2 separate regions of the Sus scrofa genome follow, and region 1 is linked to region 2. A link is a contact called in public Hi-C data. All regions are on one chromosome and are shown on one strand. The core of a region is the stretch at or near the end of the contact, and the rest is flanking DNA. Distances in the headings are between cores, read along the strand shown. Region 1 holds the start of VDAC2 (voltage dependent anion channel 2). Region 2 overlaps DUPD1 (dual specificity phosphatase DUPD1).

The links. Hi-C and Micro-C count contacts between places; a contact is called where the count stands out from the background.
Region 1: a Hi-C map of skeletal muscle shows a contact between it and region 2, with 6 times the contacts expected there. The contact joins the promoter of VDAC2 here to the enhancer-like site in region 2. A contact is called at or near these places in 6 of 47 Hi-C or Micro-C datasets (embryonic fibroblasts, fetal skeletal muscle, fibroblasts and 3 more) and 1 of 2 datasets of contacts at active chromatin or transcription factors (skeletal muscle).

The regions. Positions count from the first base shown.
Region 1 is chr14:77,766,418-77,769,117 of Sscrofa11.1, forward strand. VDAC2 (voltage dependent anion channel 2) reads left to right here and starts at 1,278. Exons shown (of 9, transcript NM_214369.1): 1 at 1,278-1,308; 2 at 2,310-2,378. The coding sequence starts at 1,278.
Region 2 is chr14:77,605,764-77,608,463 of Sscrofa11.1, forward strand. All of the region lies in intron 3 of DUPD1 (dual specificity phosphatase DUPD1), which reads right to left. It overlaps LOC110256662 (a long non-coding RNA gene), which reads left to right. Exons shown (of 4, transcript XR_002338519.1): 2 at 1,567-1,671. Among named protein-coding and RNA genes, the nearest start is that of DUPD1, 36 kb to the right of the region's middle. Within about 2 kb of position 1,283, at least 4 of the 83 cell types and tissues checked have an H3K27ac peak or open chromatin away from gene starts, as enhancers often do. A contact at or near this core is called in skeletal muscle, where this site is marked.

The DNA.
Region 1 (2,700 bases), core at 28-2,527, 160 kb after region 2:
GGCTTCTTCACTTCCTGCACACCCAGAGAACTGGAGTGCAGCGTTCTAATGCTTGGTCAGCATGATTCCTAAATTTTCTAGCAGGCTTGACTCACCAAGACCGCTCCAGTTTCTCTGTGTGTGTAAAGCAGTCCCACCCCAATCCAGACGAAGGAGGCAGAAAAGGAACCCTAAGGCTTGAGCGGGGGTAGGGTGGAGTAGGGAAAGGCGGGGCACCCCGAGACGTGCTCAAGTTTGTTCAGGGCGGGGCAGCCCAAGAGAGCCTCTCAGGCCGAGCCCCGCCTAGCATGGCGATTACACCATGATGGGAAGCGGGCGAAAGAAGGGAGTGGGCGAGGGGCTGGAGGTACGCCCCAGCGCCCCACTCATTTCTCTCTGAGCCAGGAGAGACACACGGTCTTCCAGAGACGCAAGCACTTGCTCAGGGCAGAAGTGGTATCGCTCAGCAGACTCCTTCCTCTACCGGGGATTGGCTCTGCAGGGCATGTAAGTCACAGCCAAGAAGGGGAGTTGGAGAGATGTACGTGACCTCGGGGAGCGCGGTCGCGCCCAGTCGCGCGCAGTCCCGCTCAGGCACGCGCCCGACGCCCCGCCCCGCCCATATTGAGCGCGCGCGGGGCCTCCACCCCATCCCCCCGCCCTCGCGGTCCCCTCCGGCAGCATCCGTCGTTCCCCGCCCCCTCGTCTCTGGGGCTGTCCTCTTCGCTGCCTGACCTGAGGTCCGGCAACGTCTGTCTTTCTGGCCCCCGCCGAGGGACCGAGGCGCCCTATCCCGGGGGCGGGGGTGCTCTTGGAGCACGTGGCTGTTTTAGAGCAGGTTGGAGTGGGCAGCAGGCGGCGCTGCGGGGACAGGCGCGGCGGGCAGCCCCAGGGGCAGCGGCAGGGTCCTGGCCGGTGGGGGGAGGACAGGGTTGCGGCAGGCGGAACGGTGTCTCCTTCACTTCGCCCTCCAGCCGAGGGAGCTGCAGCCCGACCCTGAAGGAGCCGAACGGTTTCTGCTGCGAGCGAACGGCAGGGGCGCCTCCCCCTCCCCCCAGGAGACCACCAGGTACCGCTGCCCCCGCCTCACTCTGACCCGGGGGCGTAGGCCTGGGCGGCCAAGCAGGATGTCTGAGCCGGACTCTGGGTCGGCCCTGGCTCCCTAAGATGGCCGCGCTGCCCCGCGGCCCCTCTCCCCTCTGTCCCAGACCCCCTTTCTGGCCCCTTGGTTTGCTTCTGACCCCTGCTGACCACACTTTATGTCCCTCCTTCAGATCACCTCATCCGACGGCTTCGCCATGGCGTCCTATGGACAGACCTGCCCACGGCGTAAGTAGAGGGGGATCTCTGCGGGACGGGGCGGCGGTGCCTGGACAGTCGAAGCCTGTCGAACGGAAAACTAGGGCTTCTTTTCCCGTATCTCTCCGAGGACTTGGAAATTTGTCCCTTTTGGTAGTTTCTCCATCGTCTGACTCCTCTAGTTCTGCGGAGGAGGGACTGAGTTGCTGGATTTCGAATAGGGGGACTAGGCCAGGGGAGTTGGTTCATGGTCGCATTCACCTTCAGCTTTTGGATGTGTCTTTAATGGACTCAGAGGAAAAAGTTACTGATACCGGATTTGGTTTTTGGAGGCTTGGATCGGTCACTTTTTTAGAGGAAGTAGTAATCTCCCTTGTGAGTGCACAAGGTCATTACATGTGCTCCTAAGGGCGTGGACGTGCTGTGTAGAATGAATGAGCTAGTGTAACGAGCTCAGATTGCTTGCCCTTAAGCCGCACAGCATTGGCCGAGGATATGTCTAAAGTGCCATCTGATATTTAGTTGATGTAGACACTTGAGTGAAACATAGATGGCTTTTTTTTAAGTTCCGTTAAGTTCCCCAGGTATTATTTACCTTTCTCTTCCCATTCCAGAATATTGGTTTTGGCCTCAGAGAGGATACTAAAGGATGTATTGGGGGAGGGGGTGAGGGACTTGTCTTAGTTTTTTTAATCTCATTTGGTTAAATCAGCCTATTCCAGTGACTTTTGGCAGGTATATTTGAATGTATAGTTATATATGTGTGTATGTGTTTGATTCTTTGTATATTTTGGAAGGAATTTCCCAAGTTTTTTGGCCACTTACTATAGTTATCTGTTTTAGAAATTAGTCTTTGGTGCTGATGTCTCCCTCATGGATCCTAGTAGACTATAGTTTTGTTGTAGCTCCTCGTGGTAATAAAAACAAGTTGGATTGCTTGGATTTAAAGATAGCAGTCTGTTCATAATCTAGTTCTTGAACAGACTGTGGGAGCACAGGGACATTAACATTGGAATGTTTCTTCCCACCAGCAATGTGTATTCCGCCATCATATGCTGACCTTGGCAAAGCTGCCAGAGATATTTTCAACAAAGGATTTGGTAAGAATTGCTTTAAAAATTTTAGATCTGAAGTGGAAAATGTGTGTTTGGATTGCTTAGGGAAATTATTGACTTTAAATTGTAAGTATTTTGCTGCATTCTCTTATTAGTTATATTTAAGATAAGATTTCTATTAAAATAGTACTGTAAAACAATCCAAATTCTATCCCAGTTTCATCTGTTTTTTTCAAACTTGAGTTACAGGAATTTACCTTTAAGAAGAAAAGCAATCATGCTTTCTTTTCTTTGAGATATAGTTTACGCCATGGTTGACTAGAATTGATGATTGTCTTGGATTGCTTTGATGGTGGTGACTCCTACT
Region 2 (2,700 bases), core at 33-2,532:
AGTGTTGCCACAAGCTGTGGTGTAGATCATAGATGCAGCTCAGATCTGTCCTTGCTGTAGCTGTGGTGTAGGCCAGCAGCTACAGCTCAAATTTGACCCCCAGCCTGGGAACCTCCATATGCCATGGGTATGGCCCTAAATAGCCAAAAACAAAAACAAAAAAAAAAAAAAAAAAGAATTTTGGAAAAGTTGTATCTACCACTGAAATTGATAATTTCGCAGTACTTTTCAGATTTTCCTGTTAAGAGCAGCGGTGGTATTAACAAATATATTTTTTGATAATGTACAATGCAGCACGTCAACTTTGGGAAGATCTGTATAACTTAGTGAACCAATGCTTTCCACATGACAGTGTGAGATATTACAAAATCATATATGGGTAAAAAAATCCATTCAAAGTGCAAGGCAGACCGATGGATTTTTATGTAACAGAGTATAAAGTTTACTGATATGTTTTCAGATTTCACATAACAAAAGTTGTTAAGCTTTGGTGTGGTATCAAAGAAGAAGAGCTACAATCATCTAAAAAGACTATTAAAATATCCCTCCCTTCTCCAGCTACATATCTGAGTAAGACTGGATTTTCTTCATATACGTCCACCAAAACAACAGATCACAACAGGTTGAATGCAGATGTAAGAATCCACCTGGATTCTCATAAGCCTAACATCAAAGAGATTTGCAAAGATGTAAAATAATGCCATGCCGCTCTGTAGCTTTATTTTGGAAAATATAATTTTTCATAAAAACCTGTATGTTAGTATGCAGTGGGTTTACTTTATTATTTTTAAATGAATCCATATTTTCAATTTTTTGAGTTATTTCTGATAGAGTAAATATTGACAGAGCAGACCTACATAAATAAAAGCTCTTTGAAGCTTTCAATAGGTTATAGGAGTGTAAAAGCGATCTGAGACCATAAAGTGTGAGAACTGGAGATCTAAAAGAATCTCCACAAGAAAAAGCTCCCTTTGGCCACTATCATGGCAACAGCTGGACCAAATGAGAAGCCACCATGAGAAGCAGCGTTCCATCCCTCGGGTGTCCATTAGATGGCGCTCTAGAACTCACATAGATAACGTCACCCTTAATATACTCTTCAAGGTTTCAGTATGCTCACTCCTGATTACAGATGAAGAAACAGGCTCAGAGAAGTGAAATGATTTGCCAGAGGTCACCCGGAAAGTTGGTACCATTGCTGGAAATAGTTCAAAGCAGCTGGTTACAGAGGCCCTATTGTGTGCTGGCAACATGCCATTGTGCTCTGGGAACAGGCTAAGTAAGGAGATCTGCTTCTCTGGCTGTCCCCAGCACTACCACTGCTGCTATCCCAGTGGTTTCCTCTCCTGTGGCAGTGGGGTCCCTTTGCTGGGGACAAGCTGGCTGGAGCAGCCTCAGCTGTGTGACCCCAGTACTGTCCCTGTTCCTGAATCTCAGGCCCAAGGCCTGGAAGGATTAGAAAGGAGACACTCATGAAGGTCGCTGGGTTGGTGGAGCAATTTGGTAAACACTTCTGAGTGCATGTGGTGACCTTGTCTCCCTCTCCCTCCCACCCCTTCCTCACAGGACCAAGCCCAGAACCGGGTGACGGTTAACAGCCACAGCAACAGGAGAAATCCAAGAGGGTCGAACACCAGGCACCGGGATTCTGGCCGCCCACCCTCCCCCAAGGTGAGGACCCCACGGATGGCCTGTCCACACACATAGAGCTGACACAGAAGGTGCCGCATAGAGAGCTATTAAGTATCACGATTTGTCTTCATGAATCTCCACAAGCTAACCAGGCTGGCATCCAGTCCCCATTGCTGAGATACAAGAGTGTGGCCACCCCACCTTTTTTTTTTTTTTTTTTCTTTTTAGTGCCGTACCCACAGCATATGGAAGTTCCCAGGCTAGGGTTCGAATTGGAGCTACAGCTACTGGCCACAGCCACAGCAATGCAGGATCTGAGCCACATCTGCAACCTACACCACAGCTCACAGCAACGCCGGATCCTTAACCCACTGAGCGAGGCCAGGGATTGAATCCACATCCTCATGGATCCTAGTTGAGTTTGTTAACCACTGAGCCATGAAGGGAACTCCCACCCCTACCTTCTCCTTGGGCAGCTTGGCCAGAAAGGCCAGAGGGTGAGGAGCAGGGCCAGCTTCCTGGGTGCTGGGTGGGGCTCGGGGGGTGCTGGCCCAGCTCTCCTGGGCATGGCTACCTCCTGGAGTGGAATGTTTACCTCTGGCATTCTGATCCCCACACACCGTTCCAGAGGCTGCCTGGCCCCTTGCCAGCTCTTCTGATAACTAAAGCATTTCTTCCTCCCCTGGCAAAAAGGGTAATTCTTTCTGTCATGACCAAAAACTTAAAACAGACGCAAGCTGTAGTTCATTAAGTCTTCGGGGAGCCTGTAGTCTGTTAAGTGGGGGGGTAGGTGGTGGGCAGGGAAAAGGGAAAGGAGGTGGGAGGCTTCGCTCCTTCTGGCTGAATTTTGCTTTTAAGACAGCAGCGCTAGTGCCGTGGGCTACATGGCTTGCTGGGCCTCCCTGGGGCAGAGGGTTTGTCCCCAGACTCTCAAGGCACTGCTCCCTCTTTGCTCTGTGGCTCTGCTAAGGACCACCCTTTGGGCATTGAATGGTGAGAAACTGCATGGGCTGCCTTTAGCCTGTTCCCAGCATGGCCCACAGCAGAGGAAGCCAGAGGCTCTCTAGG